2 separate regions of the Mus musculus genome follow, and region 2 is linked to region 1. A link is a contact called in public promoter capture Hi-C data. All regions are on one chromosome and are shown on one strand. Each heading gives the region's core, a stretch centred on a gene start, on an enhancer-like site or on the middle of the called end of the contact. The rest is flanking DNA. Distances are from core to core; before and after follow the strand shown. Region 1 holds the start of Vezf1 (vascular endothelial zinc finger 1). Region 2 holds the start of 1110028F11Rik (RIKEN cDNA 1110028F11 gene).

Region 1 (3,061 bases), core at 212-2,711:
GGGTAATTTTGAATTCTCCAATTCCCCGTATTAACTCCACCGGGATGGGACCAGATGCGGAGAGTATAATCTTTTGAAGATTCTGCATTTCCAAAGGTCTCAAGCGCCCAAGCTACGCGTTTGGAATTTCACGAAGTATTTAGGAAAACTCCAAAGAGGGAGGCGGGAAGGACACATTTTAAAAACGACTAGCTCCCTAACCTTCAGTTCTGAAGTTTCTGCATGTGCTTATCTCTACTGCTCATCAATGCATTTGCAAACAGAAAGGAAGCAGAGGGGGGAAAAAGTTCCAATCAGGGGTCCCGCATTAAAGTGGTAGGAGAAGGGTATGGCTGAAGTATCCGCTAACATTAGCTTTGAAGTTTCTGGCAAAAGGAAAAAAAGAAGAAGCGAAGACCCCCATACTCCCTATGAGTGACTCATCTAGGGGCTTTGTAAGCGGACTTTGCGCTCCCTCTCCGCTTCCCGTCGCCCACTGGGCCGGAGCGAACGTTCGAGCGGGTCGCGGAGCGAGACTAGCGAGACACGCTCCGGGGAAGGTCGGGCCTGCAGGAGTCCCGGCCCCCGCCGCTCCCCGCCCCCGCCCGGCCCCGCCGGCTCGGGGATTCCCCAAGCTCAATGGGACCGCAGAAGCTGGACAGAGGCGAGGGGACCAGTTGCCAGGGCTCGCCCAGGACTTGGGCTAGGAGCGGAGAAAAGTTTGCAGAGGGGAACCACGCTCGCAACACCCCCCGTCGGGTCCACCCGAGGGGGCGGCGAGAAGGGGGAGTGGCGGCGAAGCCAGAGATACCCGCTATTCGCGGGATGTGGGAGGAGGGTCAGAAAGTCAACACACAAGCACACACACACAAAAAGAGAGAGGTGACGCGAAAAGCGCAAGCGAAAGATGGATGGGTACTCGGAGCGGGACCCGGAGACCCCCTCGCTGCGCCGCGCGGCCCCGCTCGGGCGCGCAGTGGCCGAGCGGCCCGCGCTCCACAGCGGCCCGGCGCCCTCCTTTCTCTGGGCCGCGGGGTGGTGACAGCGGCCGGCCTCCTCCCTTCCCCTTCGGGGCGGGAGGGAAGGGTGTGTGTGTGCGTGTGTGCTTGGGGGGGCCCGGGTTCACCCCGAGGCCTGCTTCTCCCCCGCACCCCGCGAGGCCGCCTCCTTTCACCTCGGCGGCCGGGCTCCGCCGGAGCGGGCGGGCGGAAAAACAAAGGGGGATTAAGGCCGGGCCGGAGAGCGGAGCCGGGAGGGGAGGAGCGCCCGCCCGCCCGAGCCCGGCCCGGCCCCCCTGGCCCCCCGACCCCCCCGGGGCCCCCAGATCCTGGAACAGGAACGCGGTCCAGTTGGCCTCCATGGCTGCGGCGGCCGACCCCCCTCCTCCCCACTCCCCCCGCTCGGGGAGCCTCCTCAGGCGGAGGAGGCGACAACAAAGCGGCGGCGGCGGCGGCGGCAGCGGCAGCGGCGGCTCCTCAACATGGCAGCGCCGAGCGCGGCCACTTCCGGTAACCTCCGGGACGCACCACCGCGGCGGCGAGCGCGGGCGGGGGGGGAGCCCCGGCCCGGCCGCCGCCGCCCCCAGCCGCTTCGACCCCCTCCGGGCGTCCCCGCCGCCGGCGCGCCGCCTCGGAGCTCAGCCAGTGCCCGCGGGCGGTGGGGTCAGGGAGCCCGCGCGGGGGCTGGGGTGGGGCCGGGGGCGGGGATGGGGTGCGGCGTCCCCCCCCGCGGGGGTGTGTGATGCTGCGGTCCGTGGCTCAGGCAGCTGGAGCAGGGGGAGCGCAGGAGAGAAGATGGAGGACGCCAGGGTCTGGCGCTGGCCCGCTGGGCACAGCTGGGCTGCCTCTCGTGACTCTGCCTTGGTACCCGGCGGCGTCGCGTCCCTCTCATACCCCCAGCGGCAGTCAGGGCTTCGGTTGGTCACCTGGCTGTTCAATCGGTCAAGCACATCACAGCTTCCACCTACGAACTAGGATGCTAGCTTCTAGTGTCCCCTACCCTCGGGTATTTTTATTCCTGACCAGCTAAGCCCTCACTCAGCGCTCTTGCCATCGCCCTTTGCGTGGTCTTCCAATTTGAGCAGGGAATTCCACTAGGGTACAGCCTTAGAAGCGCCTACTGTGGAGGGAAACACTTCCCACGCGTTCAGATGTCATTACTGGGTTATTCTTGGGTGACGGGACCGCTTTCCCATCTTTCCCTTTCATTCCAGATACAGGAAATACTTAAAAACCCCTCTCCCGCCAGGATTAAAAACAAACAATAAAAACGAATGAGAAAGTATAGAGGCAAAATATTTTAGTCTTTTAGTACATTTTTCAATTCCTGCAGCACACGCACACACAAGTCAGACTTCTGGTTGGACAGCGTCAGATGTCACTGAGGTGACCCCAGCCTGTTTGCAGTTCCCAGTCGTCTGTGTAGGAGTCAGCCACTGCTACTGGTTGGAATCTGTAGATCGTAAGCCCATATGATGTCTTGAATGTTTTCTATCCTTTCCTCACATAGAGGTAGCTACTGTGAATATCAGAGACAAGCTATTATTAAACATATATCTAGTCCAAAGAATCTGTGGTGGGGAAATGAGGGGGCAGGCTCCATCTATGATATTTTTATAAAATGTTAAAAAATAAAACCAACTCCTCAGATGTGCACATTATTTCAGAACTTCAACATATTTCAAACTGACTCTTATCCCCTCCAGACAGTTTTAATAAAAGACATATCTTCAACTTCATATATATGTATGTGTGTGTATGTATGTATGCATATATATATATCATATTCATATATATATGAATGACTGATTCAAAAACCATAGTTGCAAAATTCTATGGGAATAGAAACTGAAGAGGTATGGTAATTTGATGTTTTTCCAACCATTAAACAAATATATTTCCCTCCCACTCTTCCATCAGTCACCAGAATAAAGGGGCCAGGAAATGACAGTCTGGTTCCTTTTAGAGTTGACTTCCCATTAGATACTGCCTGAAGACCTTGGGTATGAAGGACAAGTCCAGCAGTTTGGATGGATCAGTAGCAGGAACCACCAGAGAACTGGTCAGCCTAAGACGGAGGGGGA
Region 2 (3,064 bases), core at 115-2,614, 370 kb after region 1:
CATTGACTTCATAGATTCAAGCTAAGGGTGCTTGGTAGACCACACAGGGAAGCACAGAGTGAAAGAGCCAAGAACTTTACAAGAGTTTTCTTGGAGGAGTGGGAGAGACCCAAAGGCCAATCAACTGCTCTCCAGTGATGTGATAAAAGCCTGTGCATTTTTACTTTAATTTGTTGGCAATAAAATTGAGAGTTTCTCACGAGTGCAAATTAAGAGTATGGTAACTAAACGCATCTTTACTAGGAAAACGGCCCTCTTGACTGACTCATTGCCTCCATAAACAGAGCTGAGAACAGAGGGAAAAAAAGTGTCTGAACATAATGGTGTCCATCCATTGTTTCTTGAGAAAGAGACCAACACTAATTGCAGAGATGTGTCCCTTGGTGACTCTGAGCCTGGACTCTGTCTGGATCCTTCTCGCTGTCTGTGACAAGTGGCTGGGCTGGTGCTGCTCTTCTGACTACCCTCTCTTTGTTATGTTTTCCTCTTTCTTTCTTCCTTTCCTTTGCCTCTCATGGAAATACACCCACACTTCCTGAGGAAATGCGCGCTCATCTCTAGTAGGCACTCTCTTCAGGAGTTCCCATACACTCTAGTGTTTCCAGATGATTGCTACATCAGGTCTCTAAGGGCAATCTGGCCTGTGGTTCCATAGGCCCACTAGACGTCATTTGTTGTCTTAATGGTACCCCCGAACTCAGGTTTAAGCATCACCTCCTCCCAGCACGCCACCCTAAGTCAATAACCCTTCTTGTCTGACTTACCTTTGTTAGTGTCTCCACCCTTTCCCTGGAGACGCAGACTGAGCACCCAGAGCCGATATGAATCCTTCCTGTATCTAATCACTAGTCTTGGAGAACTACCCTTTCTGTCCCTAGAGTCAGAGGCTCCAGCCAGTCTCTCAACCTTCTAACAGTCTCTGTTTCACTGTACGAACAATCTTCCTAAACTAAATACTCTAGCTCCATCGTTGCTCTGTCCAGATATGAACAATCTTCTGAACTAAGTTCAGACCTTGGCCTATCAACTCGAGGTTTGCTGTACAGCCCCCGGAAGCAGTAAACTTGGTTTTGCATTTCAACTCTGGCACTTCTAAGATGTGATGGATCTTCCCTATCTGAATCTCTATCAAAAAAAAAGAGGGGGGGGGGAGTAGGCCCAGAGAGATGTCCTAAGCAGTTAAGAAGTGTGTATTGCTTTTGCAGAGAATCTGAGTTAAGTTCCTAGTGCTGTGCTGGGAGGCTCACACTGCCTGTAATTACAGCTCCAGGGAGATGTGGTGCCTCTGGTCTCAAGGGCATCCACACTCACATGTGTGCACCCAAGTACAGGTACACATACACAACTAAAAATAAAGTTCATCGGTTAGGTATGGTGGCGCATGCCTTTAATCCCAGCACTGAAGAGGCAGAGGCAGGTGGAACTCTGTGAGTTCAAGGCCAGACTGGTCTACAGAGTGAGTTCCTGGCCTGCTAATAATAATAATAATAGTAACAATAACAACATGAACGACAACAATAATAATAATAATAGTTATTATTATCATAACAACAATAATAAAATAAAACAGTAACAATAACTGTTTGGTTTCAGACCCTGGAACAAGGGACGGAGGTGCAGATTTCAGGCATCAAAGCAGACCTGGAGCCTCCGGGTTCTTCCTGCATCCTTCAGTCCCTAGCTGGCATATCCTGCTCCCAACCCTGAACTTTCCAGCCCAGGGGCTGGCTGTCCTTCCCCCAGCTGTTCTTCCCTATATAATCCAGACATTTTGGGCCTCTCTTTCTTTCCCTTCTCCCTCTCCTCCTCTCCCTCTCTCTGAGAGTTCTCTTTCTCGATTTCTCTTTCCACTTCTCTCTCTCTCCTTTCCCATGGTGACTTCTCTGGTCTTTGTCCTCGGGGCCAGAGAACCCTCCTGAGAGCAGCTTCCCAATAAACCTGCATTTAATATAATCTGATTTGGCTTGAATTGGCTCATTTCACAATAAATAAATAAATTAATAATAATAATAAATTTTAAAAGAGAACAGTATCCAAAAAGCTCACTGTAGAAATGGTCCCATATTTAAGGCACTAGCTATTTCCACACACAGTATGGCTACAAAGTATGACTTCTGTTTGTCTCCTTGGTGTCATCCCTGTTTCTTTCCTGAGTGTACCTCTTGTCCAAAACAAATGGTCTGACAGTTCTCACACTCTGTTGGAATATGACCTATGCAAGCCCCACTAAGCCTTCAAGTGTATACACATGTATGCACTGCTTCTTTCATGGGGAATCTCAGAAATGCCCCAAATGTCTTGTGTCCTTTTAAACTATTATATACTATCTTTTTTTCCTTTCTGCTTTATTTCATGAGAGTATCACTCCAGGGGAGGCTTGTCTTCATATCTCACGCAGCAGTGTCCTAACATAATGATCAATAAATGAATGCTTTATTGATATTAAAAGCCTGAGCTTTTGGTCTCCCAAGAGTGTGTTTGCTTGAATTACCCACTAAGCACTTTTTAAAATAGCAAACAATTGAAAGAGAAGCTAAGTGAGTCTGGAACTCAATCCAGTGCTACGTCAGCCAACAGGAATGGTCCAGACCTTGCTCCCACTTAAGATGCAATAAGTTGGTTATTGGGCGAAGCCACAGAAGTCTATTTGCATACCTTCACTTTTATTTTATTCTACTTTACTTTGCATGTCAAGGCCGAAGGTCAATGTTGAGAATCTTCCTTGGTTACTTACCACTTTATTTTTGAGATAACATCTCTCCCTGAACCTGAATCTAGAACCTGATCACTGGTCAGTGAGCTCCAAGAATTTACCTCTCAACTCTGGCCTCACCTCCCAGTGCTGACGACCTAGCTGTATGCAGCTGCGTCCAGCTTTCCAGCTGGGTGCTGGGATCCACGCTTGGGTTCTTATGCTTGTGTGGGAAGTCGCTTTCCCAACTGAGCTGGCTGCCAAGCTCCATTTGAACACACGAAACATTATTTTTAGAATGACAATGTGTATGAGTGTCTTGATTGCATATATGTATGCATACTATGTATGTGCCTGGTGCCCATGGAGGTC

What was found. Promoter capture Hi-C pulls out the DNA fragments that hold promoters and counts their contacts.
Region 2: a contact with region 1 is called in a promoter capture Hi-C map of liver, with 2.7 times the contacts expected there. The contact joins the promoter of 1110028F11Rik here to the promoter of Vezf1 in region 1. A contact is called at or near these places in 1 of 39 promoter capture datasets (liver) and 1 of 115 datasets of contacts at active chromatin or transcription factors (pancreatic cancer cells).

What each region holds. Positions count from the first base shown.
Region 1 is chr11:88,066,679-88,069,739 of GRCm38.p6, reverse strand. It overlaps Vezf1 (vascular endothelial zinc finger 1), which reads right to left and starts at 1,461. Exons shown (of 6, transcript NM_016686.4): 1 at 1,307-1,461. The coding sequence starts at 1,339.
Region 2 is chr11:87,697,824-87,700,887 of GRCm38.p6, reverse strand. It overlaps 1110028F11Rik (RIKEN cDNA 1110028F11 gene), which reads right to left and starts at 1,364. Exons shown (of 2, transcript NR_045139.1): 1 at 1-1,364. All of the region lies in intron 2 of Rnf43 (ring finger protein 43), which reads right to left.